3 separate regions of the Mus musculus genome follow, and all the other regions are linked to region 1. A link is a contact called in public HiChIP or PLAC-seq and capture Hi-C data. All regions are on one chromosome and are shown on one strand. Each heading gives the region's core, a stretch centred on a gene start, on an enhancer-like site or on the middle of the called end of the contact. The rest is flanking DNA. Distances are from core to core; before and after follow the strand shown.

Region 1 (4,942 bases), core at 1,324-3,823:
GACACCTTAGAGTCGAGTCATCGATCATATTATGGCTGGATAATATATCTGGCTTAATTATTTCTTACTGCAAGGCACACCCAAAGCGGATATTGGCCAGAGAAGGGGAAGAAGGTAAGAATTCTCACAGGTGGTGCCTAGGCCAGGTTTGCCCAGGCAAGGGACATACCTTACTTAGTTTCTCTGCCTTCTCCAAATAGGGATTGTGTCCCTACCCCTGCTTGAAGATGTACCTTCCCTGCTGAATCTGAGCTGGAAGTCATCTGCAAGGGTGCACGCCAGCTCCGGCCTCCTCCAGATGTCCCCTTTGCCCTTGGGCTCCGCGCTTGGGTCGTGGGTTTCTCACTTACTATCCTTTTGGCCTGGAGAAGGTATAGATGGGCATCATGGCTGAGCCAAGGGAGGGAGACCTGAGGTCTGGAAGTCTCAACTGCTCACCTTGGCTTTGTTTTCCATGGTGACAGCAAGTTCCACCCGGTGCCCCATGCTGAAAGTACCCGGTGCGTCTGCAGCATCTTCATCATCTGTCAGTGTGGTAGTCACTCCAGGTGAAAGGGGCGCCCTGGCCCAGTTTCTGCTGACCACCCTCTTCTCCTGCAGAGCGAGATGCCTGTGTCCTCAGGCCACATGGGTCATCCTGAGCAGAACCTGGGTGCTGGGTGCTGGGGGGAGGGGTTCCCTAGGTTTGGGTTCCAGCCCTAGGCCTCCCTGGAATGCCCGTGGCAAAGCTTGGCCCTTCAGGAGTTCACATGCCAATGGCATTAGTTATTCAGAGCTCAGAGCCAACAGAGGGATCCAAGATGCCACAAGGGCTTGTCATCTCTGAATCAAAAAAAAAAAAAAAAATCCAGAGTATGCAGACAATATGGCCTTATCTCTAAGACACTGATTCTTTTGCTTACAGCCCAGACTTCTCCCTCCTCTGCTTCCTGCAGGGTTTCGGCCTCAGGGTCTGGGGTAAGGAGAAGGCTGTGCTCTGCACATAGGGTTTACATGCAGAGCTGTAGGACTGGGAAAGTCTGTTCAAAGGTTTCTGTTTGGTAGCCTTTCATCTGTGGCCCTTTGGAGAAGATGGCAATAGCTTGGGAGGTCTGTTGTTGCTGGGAGACACCCAGAAAGGCAATTAGGAGAAATGGGATAGTGTTAACACCCCAGGCATGGTCCAGGCCTCAACCCTGCCTGTCTCCAAGGTGAGACTTACACCGGGAACCTGGCTGATGGTGACCGTGAGGCTGTCGGGTTGGAGGAGCCCTGGAGTGGTCACAGCCATGCCCCCCTGCTCCGCCTGCCGACGATCTTCCTCGATCTCCTGTGGGAGGGCCTGAAGTCAGCAAGGCCATGGCCCCCCAGGCTCACAGACACACAGACACTGACAGGCCTACACAGAAAAACACCAATGGGACACCAGGGGGCAGAGGCACCACATCACCAGTGCCCAAGACTTTGATGGGGGCATGGGCTAAGGCCCTCAGAGAGAACCCACTGTGTAAACAGCCTTTTGAAGGTAGCCAGGGACCCCAGCCACAGGAGTCCTCTCAGCCGACACAACACACTCACCTGGTACCTTCGTAGTAAGGCCTGGTTCTTCTTGCGCAAGGCAACTATCCTACGGTCCAGCTCGGCATCTTTTTCCTCATGCCGGCGCATTGTGGACTCGGCTTTGTGGGGCCCCTGTAGAAGGCATGGAACCCAATACAAGGAACGGATTTTAGCCCCAAGCTACAGCACCCAGGGTGAAAGAGGTTTCTTAGGAAGATGGTCTACAGAGGGCCAAACCCCACCCCAGTGAGGCCTGTCTGCCAGTTTGCCTACTGAGGGCTCAGGTCAGGGTTTCATACCCAGGGCCTCGGCTCCCAGCAGCAGGCTGCCCCTCCCCCTGGCTCCCCAGGGGGTTCTGCTGTGAGCACAGTCTGGAATGAGAGTTAAAAATGGCTCTGGCAGCCGAACCTGCCGTGACTGGGAAGCTGCCAGGGGATTCAGGAGGTCGAGGGGGGACACTTTGCCTCCCAAATCTAGAACCACACACACAGAGACAGGCTTTAGCTTGGTTCTGGCCTCCCAGGCACCGGACCCCACTCCCTAAGCCTGTGCCCAGTCCGAAGGAGAGAGCAGCTCCCACGGGCTCCGCGAGCCCTCCAGGTCTGAGCTGCTGACTGATGGGGCAGGAGAACAGCAGGCCCAGCTGGGAGCAACTCTGGGCCGAGCCATGCCTCTGCATCAAGATCTGCGGTTCTTCTCTGTCTGGCTGTGGGGTCTATGTTTTGCTCAGCGCCTTGCCCGGCCCACCACCTGCCTCCTCGTGGCTCTCTTTCTCCCAGGCCCAGCTGCCACCAGCTGTCCCCAGAATGTGGCTGCTTCGTAGCTTAGCTCCCTCCCATCCTCTAGAAGCCCCCCTGCCAAAGAGGAGGTGCCACTCACGGCCAAATGCATGGAAATACCAGGCGCTGAGAGAATTTCAAAACAGCTCCCGGGAGCCAGAGCTGGAGGGAAGCTGGAGCCACCAGAGCCGGCCCTGTCGGCCTCTCCCTGCCGGCTTCTGCTTCGCTGCTCAGCACAAGAGATCATGTTGTGATTACAAAAGAGCGCTCTGGGCTCCCAGCCAGGAACGCCTAGCCGCCACCCCCACCCTTCCACTCGCAGAGGGCGAGGACCGGGGCACCAGCAGCCGGCTGGTCTTGTCTAGCACATATCCCTGCCCTGCCTCAGTGTCCTCGCACAGGAGATCTAGGCACGAAGGGCCCACTTTCACCTGTGATCCTGAGCCCCAGTAAGACCCGCCCGCCTGTGTGTGCCCACAAATGGGATAGCTGGGTCTTCATCCCTCCCACTAGGAGAAAAAGGCAAGAGATGCAGGTTCCACACGATGGCTGACGGCCCTCCCTCGGGGCGTTTCTCTGCTTTCCTGCTGGCTGTCCAGTCAGCGCATTTAAGTCGTTAGATAAGAGTGAGAAACCTCCTCCCCAAGGCCATCTCACACCACCACAGACCCAAAATGCCACTCTCCCCCATTTGGTTTCTGAGCTGGAATGTGCTTTTCTCTGTACTCCAAGCATGGCCACTCCTGGAGGCCTAACTCTCTGGGTCTCCAGACCCCTACCATGCTAAAAGGAGCCTTTCTATGGGGTCCTTAACCCAGCAGAAGCTGGGAACAGTTAGCAGCCCTCTTCCCTTGGGATCCTCTCACAGAGCCCTTTCATCCTGACACTCCCAGGATAACATTTGCAGACTCTCAGATCCCAAGAAAGGACACAGACTCCTTCCCCAAGTAAGTATCTTCACACAGCCGAGGCCAGTCTCTGCCCAGGGGTGCCTAGGTCAGCTTCAGTTCTTATGTGGTCCTGACTTCCAGGCCTTGACATGAGTGTCACAAACTCTGGCATCCCCTATGTCCCTGACTGACCAGGCCTCAGATATTTCCCCTCACCATAATCTACCCCCACCCCGGTCTCTAGCCACCATGCTAAGGCCCTTTGCTGTCCAGGCTCTCGCCCCTGGCCCCACACCCCCATCTCTGCAGCTCCTGAGTTCCCATCCTGCTTGCAAATGCCACTGTGTACCCTCCTCCCTTCCTGCCGGATGTTCCCACTGAGTCAGACTCTTGTCTACTTTCCCAGCAACAGTGACGCACCCGAGCTCCTAGATCTCTCTCTCTCTCTGTCTCCCTCTCCGCTTTTGTCTACACACACATACACACACACACACACACACACACACACACACACACACACACACACACGTACAAGCACACACTTCCTCCACCTTCTCTGCACCCTGCCTCACAAATACTGCTGAGGTCAGCCTTATCCCAGAAACCTCCAGAAGTCCCAAGCTTCCCACTGTAACCGCCCCTGCTACACAGATCGCAGTCCGAGAGGGAGAGAGACCTAATGCAGCCCCCACTCTTTGTAATTTTAGTCCTTGATCAGGTTTAGAAAGGAGGGATGTAAACAGACTACAGAGACGAGGCCAGGTTTTTGTCCTTCTCAGCTTCCACTGCCAGCCAGTGTCAGAGCAGAGGGGTCAGGAGGCACAGGTAGACATCTGGCAACCCTGCAGATAGGATGACCCAGCCCCCTGTAAGAGCTTCAGGAAGATATCCTGAATGTAGACACAAAAGTTTCCCAGCCACCAGGCTGAAGTACCATGTACCCTGAACAGCTCCAAAGACAAGACTGAAGCTCCAGCTGCCGGCCACGTGTTTCCAAGTGTCACTCACAGCTTCTCACGCCCTTGAGCAGACCCCACAAAAACACGGTTTACCAGTCTGCTCTCCCACCGGACAGAGGCAGATTGCTATACTAAGTGCTCTGAGCTTCCCCCATTGCCTGGCCCAGTGCCCCCATGCCGTAAAGCCTCATTGCCTGCAGGATGAGTATGGAATTAGCCAGCACTACACTGTGTCACTGTGGGTACCTGTGCACAGGCTGTAACTGCCTTTCTGACCACTCAGATAGATGGACACAAGCTGAAGAAGGCAGGTGTGTCTCGACGGATCCCTGGAAGAGGGGAAATGCCGGGCTGTGGGAGGGGGCGGGGCTTGAGAATTTCCAGTTCGATATTTCCCAAACCAGGTGTCTTTTTCTCCAAGTCACCACTAGGGGGCAGAAGCATTCCAAAAGCTTGGCTGGCAATTGGAGTGGGGGTGGGGTTTCCTTCAGCCCCCTTTCTCACTATCATCTCCCAAGTCTAGCTCAATCCCACCTTCCAACTCCATCAGAACAGTCAGACTACACAGAGGTAAAAGCTTTATTTTATTGATGAGCCTGACAGGTGTTGTCTCTCATGCAGGCTACCTTACCTGTTTGTACTGCAGACGATACAAAAAGCCAGGGTGCTGGCCTTGCTGTCCCTAGGCCTCTTATTACAGCTACTCCACCAAAACAAGTTTGCTTGCGATGTCTCTCTATGCTCTCTCTTTCTCCTACTAGGGTTGGGCAGGATG
Region 2 (4,942 bases), core at 1,479-3,978, 99 kb before region 1:
GTGCTCTTAACCACTGAGCCATCTCTCCAGGCCCTGTATCTCAATTTTTAAACCCTTGCTTTTTGTGGTTTTATGCTAATAAATGTTTGCCCACATGTTTGTTTGTGTAGTGTGTGTGTGTGTGTGTGTGTGTTGCCCACAGAGGTCAAAGAGGGCACCAGATCCCCTAAAATTAGGGTTTCAAATGGTTCAAGCTGCTATGTGGTGATGGGAATCAAACTTGGGTCCTCTGGAAGAGCGGCTGGTGCTCTTAACCATTGAGGTATCTTTCCACCCCTTCTTGCTTATTTTTAAACAGGTATTTTTAAAAGTAGAAAAATATGTTCAGTGAAAATTTCAGATAATGGAAAAGTTAAAATTTTAAAGAAAGTAGAAGGTTCACCAGACCCCCCTCTCAACGTGACAGCAGAGTTAGAAACAGGTATAGAAATAGCTTATGCTTTTCAGTGAACTGGAGAAGATGATTTCTATTGTCTTGCAGGATGTGGCGTCATCTCTCTCTGGTGTCAGTGCCATTCTTCCCCCACAGAGAAACAGATACAAATTTTAATTCTTATTTTATCATTACGTGTATGTGCGTGTGTGCACATGCATGTGCATGAATGCCAAAATGCACATGTGGGGGTCAGAGGACAACTTCTCTCCCTCCACCATGGGCTCCAGCGTTCTAACTCAGGTTGTCGGGTTCAAGTGGCTGCCCTTTTACCCACTGAGCCATCTTGCTGACCTGACTCCATCCTTGGTCAGGGTCCAGCAGTTATTTGGCTGCATAAGAAAGTACCATCTGATATTAGTCAGTCCCCGATTTGTGAGCTTTCTATGGCTTCCATTTTTTCTGATCATAAACAATACTAATATATATGGAGAGAGAGAGAGATATCAGATTCGATGTAGGCCTAGAATGCTTTACATAGCCTAGGCTATCCTCAAACTAACAGTAACCCTCCTACCTTAGCCCCCCCCCCTCCAGTGCTGGAATTACAGGTGTGATCCACCATAAATTTGCTTCTGACTTAACTTGCTTCTGTCTGCTTTTAGAGCCTACGTGGACCGTTTATAATTGTTTCCTCACGATGTTATTTTGAAGGGCAAAAAGGAAAGACAGAGTTCTCTAAAACTGCCTACCTAGTTCAAGGGAAGACGTTTCCTGTTGGCCCCTGAGTGACGTTTGTATGTGGATTTTGATGTCCCTCTTGTTGGACACTGATGTTGTCCCTGTGTGCAGTCTGAGACCTTTGCACAGGCAGTGACTGGGAGTCCTGGTTTTAGAAGATTAGCTTGGTGACTAGGTAGATAAGAATGAGCAATAAATGACATAGGCCAACGGAGAAGAATGCTGATGTTTACCAAGCTCTCGGATGGACAGTCCCTGGCCGGGCAGCTTTGTCTACGGAATTCCCATAATCCTGGGAGGCAGGTGAAATTGTTTCCATTTTATAGATGATGACACTGAGGTTCAGTTGATTAAACAGCAGGCCAGAGTCACTCAATTAGTGAACAATAGAGCTGAGATGTGAGCTCAAGACTGAAAATTCAGAGCTCAGGGAGTTAGCCACATTTTAAGAATGAATGTTCAAAAGTGATGTGAATACTTTAGTGCCCCCTTGGGTAGTTAGAATCAGAAGACTTCTAGCTTTCTCGTGGCAGTACTTGTGGGTCTAGGAACACGTGGTGGGCAGTGTGGGCTGGACTGTTCACAATGGGGCAGCTACCACATAGGTTTGAGGTCAGCCTTCAGCAGAGTTTAGAGGAAGCCACAGAGAGATTATGGAATGATGCCTGGGAAAAGGGAAAAGGCAAACAATTGGCTAAGACGGGAATTTGGGCACTTCCCAGATGGACATGAGAGAAAATGACCAGTGAAGGAGGCAGGAGGCTCAAGACAGTGAGGGAGGGGCCATGCTTACGGAGTGCTCTTCAGGGAACCAGCAGGTGGGCATCCTGAGTCTCCTTTCCTCCCATGCAACTGTTTCTAGTTGTGGGAGGGGCGATGCTGGAGCAGGGGAGAACAGAAAGATGGTACCCACAGAGCTGAGTACCCCACCCTCCATCCTCACCCTTTTTGCCCTTTAGGACAAAACCAGATGAGAACGTGCAGCCCAGGTGTGGCCACGCCTGCCAGGGCTGAGACCCACAGCTGCAAACCTGGGGCGCGGATGGGAAGGGGGTTAGGCTTGGCTGTGAGCCAAGAAGGTCTGGTTTCTGGGGAACAACGGTGAGGTGAACTACAGTAGGCTCCTCTGAATCCCACCCCTCAGTCTTTTCTCTCCCTCCTCCCCCTCAGCAAAGGAAAGCAGTAAGAAACGTGTTTTTTTATAAATAGCTCCAGCCCCAGCTGATTTGTAAATTCAGTGGGTTTTTTTGTGTCAATGACATCACCCTCCTCCCCATGGCAACCCCCGACGATATCAAAATTGCCAGGCAACGTTGGAGCTGCTCGCGCCCTACAGGAGCAGGTCGCTGCCTGAGATTCTAATGGAGAAATCCCAAAGTGAGCTGGGGTGCACGGTGGAGGAGGGGTGCGCCGCGGCCGGGGCTGCCGGGCCCTGATCGATTGACCAGAGGAAGGCGGGAGCGGTTGTCGCTTGCTCCGCAGCTTGAACACACCGGGGGCTCCACGGCCAGCTCTTCCTGACAGCAGCGGCAGACCACAGCAGGTGGGGGGAGGGCACTGCTCGGTTCCTGACATGCCGGGAGCAGCAAGCAGCCATCCAGGTGACTAAGCCGGCCCACCGCCACTGAGTCACCCACCCACCCTGGCTTTTCTTCCTTCCCCCTTTGCATCTGATTATTTGGGGAGCTGAAAACTTGGAGGTGTCCCTGAGGCCCGCCCCTTCTAACTCTCCCCGCCCTACCTCGGCTTGGAGGAAAATGGAACTCGCCCGGAAGCTGCCACTACCCCCTAAGGACATGGAAGGCACGGAGGGAGCCAGAGGTGCCCATGGAGAGACCTCGGCTGGCAGAATACAATAGCAGACATGGTGTTCGGGCTGCCCGTGTGTCCTCTGAAGGTTCTGGGAGAGAAGGGGAGTCTAGTCCACACCGACTGGAGTCCTTCTGGGCTGCCTTTGCGCTCACCTCTCAAGGGGATCTTTCTGTAAAAGGAAACGTGTGGCTTCCAGGGTCACTGGTATTTGGAGAGCAAGACTGGATTGGCATAGGCAGGCCTGTGCAGGTAGGTGGCTCTGTACTGGGTGTGGACCCACGTGTGTGAGAGGGTGAGGGTGTGTCACAGTGCGTATGCGCCCAGCCAGATCTGAGGACAGCCGCTGGTCAGCAGAGAGCTGGGATGGGGACCTGACAGGGGTTGATTCTGATCGATGCTGGGCCAGCCTAGTCTTGAGTGCATGTTGGGGAGAAGGGACAGCAAACACGTGGCCTGAGCAGACAGAAGGACAGCTGCCTGCTCGGGCAGGCCCAAGCCCTGGCTGGGACCACAGGACAGAGACGTGGCCAGATGCCAAGGTAGGACGTGGTCCTGAGGCCTGGCCAAGTGTTAGGAACTAAACTAATAGGCATGGGTGTGCAGGTTCATCTCTTGTCTTCCTGACAGCCCTGAGTGCCCAGAGAACACCTTTCTAACAAGGATCTTATCACTCTCCCAGGCAGAGCTGTTCAGCTCCTATGTGTGTCCCTGCTGAGCTCAAAGACACATCCAATGAGCAGGCTACAGGCCGGGGCTCGGCTGGGGGCCACCCTGAAACCCCCTTTCAGGCATGCCCCTATGTGTGACAGGCAGAGGGGTGTGGGCCCCCTACCTCCTCCACACAACTGGCAGGCTTTTAGGCACATTGGTGAGTAAGCTGCCGCAGGCAGGGAGGTTGTGCCCACAGAGATGAGATGACACCAATCAGGGACCTTCTGGGGAAAAGCGGCTGAAAGAGAAAATCACCGGGGTCTTTCTTTTTCTTTCTTTTTTTTTTTTTGCCTAAAGGTAGCACCAAGCTTCTGGGCTCCAGACAAGCACCAGCCTACAGTGGGAGAGGGTGAGGCCCAGCTGCCCAGAAGGAGTGCCAAGGTAAGGTCTCCACTGTGGCAGCAGGTTCTGGATTCTTGAGCTGGGGACAGGGTATCCATTTATTGAGGCCACTCCTCACCTAGGCCAGAGAAGCTAACTCCGTGTTCACAAAAAAAAAAAAACAAACAAAAAAACCAAAAAACCAAAAACTGTGAGCTCTTGGACTAAGGATCCCTGAGGTGACCTGACTGTTGGCCACCCCCTCTTCAGGTAGATTTTGAAACAGCTCGGTGGAAACCAGTTTCTGGCTCTGGGCTTGTTTCTACAGTCCCTGCCTTTGCTTCCTGCTCCTGCCAGACCAAGCGAGGGCCACCAGCACTTCTTCCAAGAAGCCCTTCTCACCTGCCCCTCATGTAGTCATTCTGCAAATATTTATGGTGCGTCCTCTGCCTACTGGGCTCCAGCCCCCACTGGTGCCCTTTCCCTGAACTTAACCTGGCAGACTCTGACTCTGAAAGTCAGCATGAGGCCAGGGCCAGGGGCCTGCCTGGGGGCAAGCTAGTGCTACCCTTAGTCTTGCTTGGGCTTACCACTTCTGCTCAGGATTCTGGGCTGGTGGGCTTCATCAGGCCCCAGGAACTCAAGTCCATGCCCCAGGGAGCAAGGTTAGTGCAGTGTAGCCACTGGTGTAGAATGCCAAGGTCAGAAAATGTTGCATTCCTTCCGGGGAGACAGGGGTGTCTTTCCCTAAGTTGGTTCTGATGAAAACTGAGTTCCCAGGGTGGGCTTGGGAGCTCACCTAGTTAGGATTGGGGGTTGGTCTTTGGGTTAAGAAGGGCCCCGCTCTGTGGGCATTTTTACCTACATTTTTTTTTTCTGGTGATAAGCCTGGGAACTCGCATGACAAGGGCACCAAGGGATTTGGCACCAAAAATGAACCCTTCAAGAAGTATTTGACTTGGGTGGAAACTCTGAGCCCTGCAG
Region 3 (4,942 bases), core at 924-3,423, 99 kb after region 1:
GCACTCACAGAAACCATAATAATAACCCAAAGAAAGGAATACGAATGTTACTTCCAGAGAGAAAAGGAACAGGAAAAGATGGGATGCTAAAGGTTTTCGGGTTTTTTTGTTTGTTTGTTTTAGCATTCGAATGTATTGTCAATATTTTTAAATAAAATTCTCAACAGACTGGTGTAGAAGCTGTTAAAATAGGGGTGAGGTGGTAGAGCCTCCTCTATTACAAGTATTTTCATTGCTCTTTGAGCTTCTGGCCCATATTTCCTATAAAGCAACGCTTCACATCCCACACGGAGGTCAGTAACGAAGACTCAAGGTTCCCTCATTCTGTAGAGGGGAGGCTGAGGAGAGACAGAGCAGCCTTAGCTGTAAAACCCTTCATTACACCCATTCTCTTGTCTCTCAAGAGATCTAGGACAATCTCAAAATATCTAAAGAAGTCACTTCAACCAGAGTAGAAATAAGAGGAATGTGATTTTGTGTGTTTTCATTTTTATGCTTTTACTGGTCTCTTGTAGCCCAGGCTGGCTTTGAACTCCAATCCTCCTGCCTCGGTTTTCCAAAGGCTGAGATTATAGGTGTAGAAGCTGCTCTGTGATTGGTTTTTGACCTATCTTTAGGGAGGGCTCAGAATGCAGCTCTTTCCAGTTGTGGGAGGGGCTAAATTAGAATGTGAGACCAGGTAGGAAAAGTCAGATGTGGTAGGGACAACTAAAAATGAGCATGTGGCTCTGAGTGCTATGCCATATAATTAAGTATGCAATCATTTTTATTATAATTTTGATTGCTGGGGTTGAACCAAAGCCTTGGGTACTCAAGTGGATGCCTTACATCGCACTGTACCCCCTGCCCAGTGAATATGCCTCATGATGACATTGTAGTGGGGAACACTGTTCTCATTTTCAGGTGATAAAAGACACAGCAAGGATCCAAGCAATGTGTTCAAAGCCCCCTTCCTGGACAGAAGTGGAAAGGGGATTAAGAGATAAGAGCCTGGCTCCTGTCAGTCTTTCTTCTTCTGGACACAAAAGACAGATCTCCCCTCAAAGGCACTAAGTTTATTTTAAGCCAATACGAATAACCATGACATGAGCAAAATTCGGGTTGCCCTTAATGACGTACTCCAGTGTGGAATAGCTACAGGATATGTTCTTAGCCACAAAACCAAAGACTGTACTTACCAAAGACCTTGTGCCAACACTGGTCGGTGAGTTACTCCAGGGAAATCTCTGATATTATCTGATGACATACTTAGATGACATACAAGATGTTCTTGGTTTGTACAAGTTAGTAGTCTGCTAAATGAATAAATTCCAGGTGGGTGTTATCCACTTGTAGTGGAAGCACTCGTAAGAGAGAGGCAGGCAGATCTCTTTTGAGTTCAAAGTCAAAAAGTTCCAGGACAGCCAGGGCTACATAGAGATCCTGTCTCTGATTAGTGAACTAATTTAAAATAAAATTTCCTACCTGATGGTCAAGAATACTGGGTCAGTTAGGTGGGTTGGAGATAAACGGCTACTTAAAGGAACTAAAGATACTCAAATATAATTTTGGCTGTGAATCTGCAACAGCCCAACACCCACAATCACAAAGTTCTAATTAGTTTGCAGAATCTTCACTCAAGTGATTTTTTTCAGGGAACCCCAAACACCATTCTTCTCTTCCTGCCCTGTCACCCCAATAAGAAAACGTTCTTACAGAATCCGAGGGCAGAGAATCCTGGGCAACCTCTTTCGCTTAAGGAGGAACCAAAACCTATTACATAACAAAGCAAATTTTGCTGTTTTCAGTCAGTGGGGACTCTAGAACAAAAGATTCTTTAACAGACCTTCACACCTCCAGATCTGTTTGGACAGTTTATCCCTCCACATTAGGCATCTGCGTTGGAGTACTTGCTTTCCCACAAAGATAGTCTTGTGCCGTTCAAGATTAAAATCTTAACACGAGATACTACTATACTTTCTTGTATGCAAGAAAGACACTTAGGAAACAAGTACGGGAGGTAGCCAGCACAGGAGCCAGGGCTGGCTGCCGCCTCTCGGCTGATTGGCTTGCATGGTTGCAAGGGCAGCAAGGCCTTCGGCTGGCTTCCGAGAACGATTGGCTACTGAAGCCCCACCCCCTCCCTGATTGGACAAAGTGTTGAAACTAGGATTGGTGGAGCGTAAGCTAAACCAGTCCAAGCTCCTGGTGCACCGCAGAGATGGCGACTGCAATCCGGCTGCTGGGACGGCGAGTTTCCAGTTGGAGACTGCGGCCATCACCGTCGCCCCTCGCTGTCCCGCGGCGGGCCCACTCGATATTGCCTGTGGACGATGATATCAACGGGCTAAACGAGGAGCAGAAGCAGGTAGGAAGGCCGGCCCCAGGACATGTCCCAGGTCTTACCCAAGTGACTTGTGCCTGCCAGGCCTTGGAAGCGTTTCGTAGAAGCTAGGGAGAGGAACTGCGCGCCCTCTCCCTACTAATATTTGAGGGAGACAGCAAGACAGGGGGATTCCTGGCTTTGAACTCCAGCTAGGAGGAGATAAAAGAGTAAGGACCAAACCTGGAAGACTGGTGGTGTTTGGGTGGGCAGATTGGTTGGCCCTACTTCTAGTGGCTCTCATGAATCTGAAAACACTTACACCCCAACCTGTTCTCTCTCTCTCTCTCTCTCTCTCTCTCTCTCTCTCTCTCTCTCTCTCTCTCGCTCACTCTCGCTCTCCTTCTCCCTCTCGCTCTCCCATTCTCCCCTTCCTTGGGGTCTCAGTATGTATAGCTTTGGGTGGCCTGGAAGGCATTAAACTAGTACTTGAACTCTACTAGTGAACTCTTGCTTTTGCCTCAAGAGTGATGGGATTAAAGGCATGGGCCACCATACCTGGCTTGTAAGCAATGGTTCTCAACTTATGGTTGAAGTTACGCATGACCCATAGCTACCAGGGCAATTTGCTTTTTCAATGGAAGACTTTAAAGAATTCTGAAATGCCATCTTAAGTTTGTTTTCTTCCCCTCTTCAAGGCATAATGCACAAAGCTGAAAAAAAAAAAAAGAGCTTGGTTGCTGGGCAGTGGTGGCGCACACCTTTAATACCAGCACTCGGGAGACAGAGGCAGGTGGATTTCTGAGTTCGAGGCCAGCCTGGTCTACAGAGTGAGTTCCAGGACAGCCAGGGATACACAGAGAAACCCTGTCTGGAAAAAACAAACAAACAAAGAGCTTGGTTAACCTACTCTTATTGCTAGGTTTAACTCTCTTCCCTAATCGAAGCCAATGAATAATTTCCAGGGATGCCTTGGGTCCTGCCTATCTATCTATCTATCTATCTATCTATCTATCTATCTATCTATCTATCTATCTATCTAGATATCTAGATATCTATCTAGATATCTATCTAGATATCTAGATATGTATGTATATGAAGCAACTGCTGTAGATTGCCTAAGAGATTGCTGAGGAGTGATGGTTTCACACACAGTGTGTCTGAGTCAGATGCTATACCAAGGGCAAGTATTGCTATGAATAACCTTAGTGGAGGAAGGGAGTGGAGCCCCTAGGCACCTTCTGGAATTCTAAGAAAGAAAGAAAAGTGAAGAACCAGGGTACAGTTACAATCAAATCAAACCCACACTCCATCAGAGTAAATAACTCAATGTCCAATATCTAGGGTTAATCATGACCTTCTGGGCTCCTCTAAGGGGCTTGAGTCACTTCTCCAGCTCTGCCCTCTACAGCCCACACAGCTTGTCTTCTAAGCTCTGGTAAGCACCACCTCCTGCTGCTGCTGTTCTTGGTGGCCCTCCCGTGGTACTGGTTATCTCCAAAATGCTGGGTCTCTGCTGCAGCTGAGCTGGACTTCTATTAGTAGCCTCTTCTGGGATCTCCTCATGGTGCCAAACTTCTGCTTTTCTGCATGGCCCCTTTAATCCTGGGGCATTAAATGTAATCCATGACCCTTTACCAAGAGCCTGCCTCTCTTGGCTTCTGACAATGTCAAGTCTCAGCTACTCTCTATGACCCATTCGTACCTTTAAAACCAGCAGCACCTGGAAGACTTATGCTTGATCAAGTTCCGCTGTCAGCACAGTGCAGCCTTAGCTATCTCTGTAGCACAGCTTCTGAGTGCTAACTGAGGAAACACCTCCCAGAAGATTTCACCTCAGGGATGCTGGTCTCTTCCCAAACAACACTCATTTCTCAGCTCCAGCATCAATTTCAAAGCTCCAGTTTTGCTGTCAAAGCAAAGGTTTCACTTTAGTGGTTCTGGTCTTTTGTTAATCAGAACTGACTTTTCAGCACTAGCTAATCAGGACCATAAATTCTTAACTCCAAATATGAAATGACCCCAGTAGAGTCTTCGAGTGACTCTCAAACTTCCTTCCAGAACTTCACAAGCCAGGCCTCCATCCTCTGCATTTCTCTCAACAATTTTATGTCCCACAGAATAGCTCACTAAGCTTTGAAAACGTAATGACTTCTAGTTCAAAGTTCCAGAGTCCTTCCACAATCCTCCCCAAAACAACATGCTCAGGTCTATCACACACACTATCCTGGTACCAATTTCTGTCCTAGCTAGAATTATAATTGCACTGACAAAACACCATGACCAAAAGCAACGGGAGGAGGGAAGAATTTGTTTGACTTGCAGCTCCGCATCTTAGTCCATCACTGTAAGAAGTCAGGACAGGAATTGAAACAGCGCAGGAACCTGTAGGCAGGAGCTGATGCAGAGGCCATGGAAGGGTACTACTGCTTACTGGCTTGCTCCTCATGGCTTGTTCAGCCTGTTTTCTCACAAAAGCCAGAACCACCAGGCCATGGATACCGCCCACAACCACCAATGGGCTATACCCTCCCCCATCCATCACTAATTAAGAAAGTGCCCTAGAGGCTGTAGAGACAGCTCAGCTGCTAAGAGCACTGGTTGCTCTTTCAGAGGTCATGAGTTCAATTCCCAGCAGCC

The links. HiChIP or PLAC-seq counts read pairs in DNA pulled down with a chosen protein or histone mark. Capture Hi-C pulls out chosen DNA fragments and counts their contacts.
Region 2: an HNF4G HiChIP or PLAC-seq map of pancreatic cancer cells shows a contact between it and region 1. The contact joins the promoter of Pak6 here to the promoter of Ccdc9b in region 1. A contact is called at or near these places in 19 of 39 promoter capture datasets (the 3T3-L1 cell line, 3T3-L1-derived adipocytes, the C10 cell line and 13 more), 1 of 15 datasets of contacts at CTCF or cohesin (large pre-B cells), 6 of 484 Hi-C or Micro-C datasets (the G1E-ER4 cell line, the N1E-115 cell line, cerebral cortex and 2 more), 11 of 115 datasets of contacts at active chromatin or transcription factors (acute myeloid leukemia, embryonic basal ganglia, embryonic forebrain and 4 more) and 4 of 9 other capture datasets (adipose tissue, embryonic stem cells, liver and 1 more).
Region 3: a capture Hi-C map of macrophages shows a contact between it and region 1, with 5 times the contacts expected there. The contact joins the promoter of Ivd here to the promoter of Ccdc9b in region 1. A contact is called at or near these places in 26 of 39 promoter capture datasets (the 3T3-L1 cell line, 3T3-L1-derived adipocytes, the C10 cell line and 20 more), 41 of 484 Hi-C or Micro-C datasets (B cells, the C10 cell line, the C2C12 cell line and 30 more), 27 of 115 datasets of contacts at active chromatin or transcription factors (the 230-238 cell line, the SCID.adh cell line, SST interneurons and 21 more) and 4 of 9 other capture datasets (adipose tissue, liver, macrophages and 1 more).

Annotation. Positions count from the first base shown.
Region 1 is chr2:118,760,088-118,765,029 of GRCm38.p6, forward strand. Ccdc9b (coiled-coil domain containing 9B) reads right to left here and starts at 2,574. Exons shown (of 11, transcript NM_001001982.2): 1 at 2,419-2,574; 2 at 1,558-1,671; 3 at 1,202-1,309; 4 at 439-594; 5 at 234-362. The coding sequence starts at 2,565.
Region 2 is chr2:118,660,849-118,665,790 of GRCm38.p6, forward strand. It overlaps Pak6 (p21 (RAC1) activated kinase 6), which reads left to right and starts at 2,729. Exons shown (of 11, transcript NM_001033254.3): 1 at 2,729-3,175; 2 at 3,935-4,018.
Region 3 is chr2:118,859,821-118,864,762 of GRCm38.p6, forward strand. Ivd (isovaleryl coenzyme A dehydrogenase) reads left to right here and starts at 2,174. Exons shown (of 12, transcript NM_019826.4): 1 at 2,174-2,347. The coding sequence starts at 2,201. It overlaps Gm39913 (a long non-coding RNA gene), which reads right to left and starts at 2,034. Exons shown (of 2, transcript XR_866660.2): 1 at 1,179-2,034.